Linked DNA regions of Triticum aestivum: region 1 is linked to region 2. The links are chromatin contacts, called in public HiCAR-type maps. All regions are on one chromosome and are shown on one strand. Each heading gives the region's core, a stretch centred on a gene start, on an enhancer-like site or on the middle of the called end of the contact. The rest is flanking DNA. Distances are from core to core; before and after follow the strand shown.

Region 1 (2,700 bases), core at 174-2,673, 240 kb after region 2:
ATCATTTGTAAGTATTGTTTTTGAGTGAAAAAGTGGTTAAAAATCAAAGTGCAAAGTAAAGAGTGGCAAATGATCAATTACAATGTAAGGAGTGGCAAATTATCAAAATGCACAGTAAATGATGGCTAAAAATCAAAACCCCCGTCTTATTGCTCTCAGCAGCCAAATATAAAGCAAGCCAACCCAATAACCACCACGGAGCGCACAACAGAACTAGATGAATCAAAGTTGCACGAGATTTAGAGCACAAACAAATCAAATGACCTATAATTGAGGTGTGAGGTAACAATTGAAAAGAGAAAAGAAAAATAAAAATAAAAAAAATTCCAGAATTTAAAAGTTTACACATTTGAAATAAAATAAACGGAAAAGAAGAAAAATGAAAAAGAAAAAAGGGAAAAGGAAAAAAAAGAAAAAGATCACCCTTGGCTGCAGCCCACGCTGAGGTAGCCCACGAGGCTGCGAAAAAAGAAAGAACAACCTACACGCCACGACATGGCCTCCTCGTGCGAGCGACACGTATAGCAACAACACTAAACGATAAAAAAATTGACCAAAGAATACGAGTCTGATGTTTATATTATGTGATTAGAAAGTTAGATGTGATGTAACTGTTTCACATCGTGAAATAGTAAAAAGATTTGTCTAGGACACATCTAGATGTCATGTCACATCTAAACTGATGTCCATTATGTTTCTGGTCTTTTTTTTCTAGTTTTTTTTTTGTTGCTGCATTATATATTTGTGGGAGTTTAAATATGACATTTTTAAAAGACATCTAGATGTGAATTACAAATTGAATAGCAAATATATTTAGTTTAATTTTTTTCTTTACATGCTGACAAAAATTACGTCGGGCGGTTGGCCGACAGAGCTCTTAACCGACCCAAACCAACAAAAAAGGCAAAGAAACCGCACGTTCTCGGGGCGTTGGAGTTACTCTTACCCAGACCCCTTTATCACAGCCTTTGACGCCCATCCAGAGTGGTTCTCATGCTTGTGAGTTGTCAGACATTTCCAGGTTTCGTGCCTTTAAATCATCATCATGCCTAAGGGCATGTCCAATGCATAGCGGCAAGGTGATGCCTCACATACCATGTAGAATCGAATATGACGTAAAGTAGGTTCGGATAGGGAAGCGGGATCCTCTCCAGGAGGCGGGTGCTTGAAGAGAAAAAATATGGTCCGGTGACAAAAGCTGAATAGGTGGAGTGGAAAGTAGAGATGCATGTGTACTAGAGTCTTTATTTTTTATTTTTTTAATGAGTCACACTAATGGTAGCTTGCATTGGGAAGAAAAAATAAATGTAGATGCCTCAAATTACTTTTTGTCATGGGGCATATGTATCCATATGCCACCATTGTACATGCCCTAATACACCTCTCTTATCCCCGGAAAAAAAATACAGCTCTCTTATTGCTCTCAGCAGCATTGGCATTTGCCAGTCCCGTACCACAGAACCAACATTCCACAATGTCCAACGGCACCATGAGCCAACTGACGCCGGCGCCCGATGCGTGGAACTTCGCGCCGGACGAAGCCCTCCTCGGCCTGTCGGCGCTGTCGGTGCGCTCCGTGCTGGGCAGCATCAAGGCCGGGATGGACCCGGGCAGCGACCGCCCGGTGATCCCGCTCGGGCACGGCGACCCTTCGGCATTCCCGTGCTTCCGCACTGCGCCGGAGGCCGTGGAAGCCGTCTCCGCCGCGCTCCACTCGGGGGAGCACAACTCCTACCCCACCGGCGTCGGGCTGGAGCCGGCGCGGCGCTCCATCGCGCGTCACCTGTCCCTCGACCTGCCCTACGAGCTCTCCCCGGACGACGTCTACCTCACGAGCGGCTGCTCCCAGGCGATCGAGATCGTCTGCTCCGTGCTCGCCGGCCGTCCCGGCGCCAGCAACATCCTGCTCCCGCGGCCCGGGTACCTGTTCTACGAGGCGCGCGCCGCGTTCAACGGCATGGAGGTCCGCTACTTCGACCTCCTCCCGGACAGCGACTGGGAGGCGGACCTCGACGCCGTGGAGGCCCTCGCCGACGGGAACACCGTCGGCATGGTCCTCGTCAACCCCGGCAACCCCTGCGGCAACGTCTACAGCTACGACCATCTCGCCAAGGCAAGCCATGATCTCCAATCCCCATCCTTCCTGCCTCGACCGACGATCTTCAGCTTGACCAACTGTTGCAGGTCGCCGAGACGGCGAGGAAGCTTGGCATCTTCGTCATCGCTGACGAAGTGTACGCGCACCTGACGTTCGGGAAGAACCGGTTCGTCCCGATGGGCGTGTTTGGCTCCGTGGCCCCGGTGCTCACCCTGGGATCCATCTCCAAGAGATGGGTGGTGCCTGGATGGCGGCTTGGATGGATCGTGACCAACGATCCTAATGGTGTATTTCGCAGGACCAAGGTTCTTTTCTTCGACTTCTTACATTAGGATGTTTTTTGTTGGTCTGATATAAAATCACAGCCATTAAAAAAAGAAGAAGAAAGGATCAAATTAGTGTCACATGACAGACATACGATAGGACAAACTGTTGGTCAAATTTTTGGCTTGTTCAGTCAAAATATACCATATATTCTGAAAGGAGGAAGCAGTGATATAGTATATTACAATAAGCATCGCACATGTCCAAAAATGGTGGAGGCTCACTCACAAGTCACGAGTCACAAGAAGTCACAGTTCAATCAGCTTTTATCTTCTTTT
Region 2 (2,700 bases), core at 102-2,601:
ATGACCAATTACTTACCGGCGCTTGGTCTCAGGCTCAGCGCCATTGTCGGCCTCATCGTCTCCGAATGTGACGGATGAATTCTCAGGCGTCGGGCCAGAGTGCTCCGAGCCGTTGGTATGATCCTCCGCAATGACCGCCGCACAGCCGGAGGAGTTGCGGCGCGTGGAGGGGGGCTTCGGGTGATCATGCGCGCCCTTGTAGACAATCTGCGTGATGCGGCCGTCTGCAAGAGAGCGTTCCACTTTCTTCTTCATGGAGCAATTGTTGTAGGTGCACTTGTAGTAGCTCCGCGGGTTCTCGCTGCCCTTAACTTGCTTCTGCCCGTACTTCCTCCAATTGTATCCGTCCTCAACCTGCTTGTTGTTGTCGCCGCTGCTGCTCTTGTTGCTCACTTCTACCACTTGTTGTTGTTGTTGCTGCTGATGTTCCTGCACAAACATATGTGTCTTTGTGAGCTACGACTGTATTATCAAAGAGATAAAAAAAAAGCATAACAAGTTCATAATTTATACTAGCATACAGCCTCGGTGCATGCTGTAACAGTTAAACTAAGTTAAGACGTTGAAGCATCATATGTACTCCTATGTACTAGGGTAGTTTCGACAATAATACTGAATATCTTTGTACTAGTATTATGTACCTTGAATAAAGGTAAGTAATTTGTTTGAGCGTTGACCGTGGCGTTGGGCTTCACTGCGTGAAAGGAGAAGCCAAAGAGGCCGCTGTCTCCACGGCCGACCTCATCCTGCTGAAAGGTGTTCAGATCGGCGCTCGCCTGCCAGTCGTATCTCCGCGCAGGGATCGCACCTGTAGTCGGAGACGCCAATATCTGACGGAAACACAGGCGGCAGCTAAAATCAGCACCACGGATCATAAGCACATACGAAACTAGCAAAAAAAAATGATTTGCACATCAGCAACACGAGATGGAGGAGGCGTACATGAGAGTAGTTGAGGAGAACGGGAGAGTGGAGCAGCTCAGCAGGGCTGAGACCTGCAGGGATGGAGAAGCAGGAGAAGGGCGACGCTGGCGACGAGATGGGCAGGCTGGGCGGCTGCGCGGACTTGAACTTGGGCACCCCGGCCCGACCCCCTCGGTTGAACCCCCTTGGCGACCCCTCCACGTCGCCGGCGCCAGACCCTGATAGAAGCTCAGTGAAGGACGTGATGAACGGCGGCGGCGTGAACGTGAACCCTGCGTGATCCAAGCTCCCTGTGGGGGAGGACATGGCGATCGACGGAAGGAGCAGCGAGATTTTTTCGAGAGTAGAAGGAGCAGGGAGATTAAATATTGAAATTGAGACTTGGGTTGGGAGAGGGGTGGTGTGATTGGTGAACGGAGGACAGGAGTGGTTGCTGGGTGGCGCCTTAAGTAGATGCCGGTAGCACAGCAGTGGACCTGTGGCTGTACTGATTCCCGGCAAGCAAGCAGCAAGCCCGAGGAGGTGTACTGGTCGCTGACCACGTGGGGTAAGAGTGTCAGTGGACGTCAGCTAAAATGGGAACGTGATGGTTTGCAGTGCTTCCGCGAAGGGAGTCTGGGTCAAACCTCGTGCGGCTTTGACCAGTCAGCCAGGGCGGCGTGGTTCGGGGAAGTGAGGTTCCGAGAAGAAGAGATGGCGTGGGTGCATCGCCAGCGACAGCATGAGCGTGGCGTGTTCCCACGGCTCTCTTCGCGCGTGCAAATCCGGCTGTAATAGTATGTGCGCAGCTCCCAGGCCGTGATACTTTGGTCTTTGCGCAATACTTTATTCCAAGTAGAGCACAAACTGCACAGGCATGTGCTTTTCTAATACTCCTTCCATTTCTTTATACAATGCTACTATAAAAAATACATTTTGCATCTATACAAGGCAATTAACAGTAACTGAGACAAAATTTAATGATGTTTTCTTGTACTCCGGGTACTCGGCCTCGTAGAGAAGACGCGCATCCGGCTCCTGGAGGTGTCGGCGGCCGAAGCCGTTCGCCACTGCACCGTCGCCTGGGTATCTCTCGGTCATTTCGCTCTCGGCGGGGAAGGCAGTGGGGGGAGAGCTCGTCGGCATGAAGAAAGCTTTCGCGAGAGGGAGAGGAGAGGTTGTGGCGCTCACCAGCAGGGAGGGCGCCTTTTTATAGCCGAAGCGGGTGGCGGGCGGGGCGGCATGCGGGCGGACACGTGGCGCATGCAAGCGGACGCGCGTCGGCGGCGTTTTAACTGCGCCGCCCGTGAGGCATCATTGGAGGCTGACCGGCGCGGCAGCATTGATTCCCATGAGAACTGAGGCGATGAGGTCGACGAAGCGGCCGTCTCGCTGACTCGGCGGGCCCGCGTCTGTTTCGCGCCAAAACGCTCGCCCCGGCGCCCCCGAGCGTCCCCCGGCGCGTCGGGTTCGGCCTGGGTCCACCGGCGCTGATTTCGGCCCAAGCCGGCGAAAAACGGGCTCCTGGGGGCGCGACTGGGCCGTTTTTTCGGCGCCGGCAAAAAAAAATTCGCCTAGGGAAGCCGTTCTGCGGACGCGGTTGGAGATGCTCTATCATTCTGATTTATATACAAGTAGCCAAAAAATAAGTTTTAATAAAGATATTTATCGCCATATACGATAACAAAATCCGGATAATTTATGATGCTCAAAGTGAACTGAAGTTACGAATATTTGAGGCATTATTATAATGCTATAGAGTCAAAACTCGACAATTGTTGAATCTTTCTAGGATTG

The links. HiCAR-type assays count read pairs that join an accessible place to other places.
Region 1: a contact with region 2 is called in a HiCAR-type map of leaf, with 5 times the contacts expected there. The contact joins the promoter of LOC123109698 here to the promoter of LOC100049024 in region 2. A contact is called at or near these places in 1 of 5 Hi-C or Micro-C datasets (leaf) and 1 of 1 datasets of contacts at active chromatin or transcription factors (leaf).

The regions. Positions count from the first base shown.
Region 1 is chr1B:93,696,785-93,699,484 of IWGSC CS RefSeq v2.1, forward strand. It overlaps LOC123109698 (nicotianamine aminotransferase 1), which reads left to right and starts at 1,424. Exons shown (of 6, transcript XM_044530408.1): 1 at 1,424-2,113; 2 at 2,185-2,403. The coding sequence starts at 1,475.
Region 2 is chr1B:93,460,655-93,463,354 of IWGSC CS RefSeq v2.1, forward strand. It overlaps LOC100049024 (probable WRKY transcription factor 26), which reads right to left and starts at 1,352. Exons shown (of 5, transcript XM_044530407.1): 1 at 943-1,352; 2 at 642-830; 3 at 17-429. The coding sequence starts at 1,230.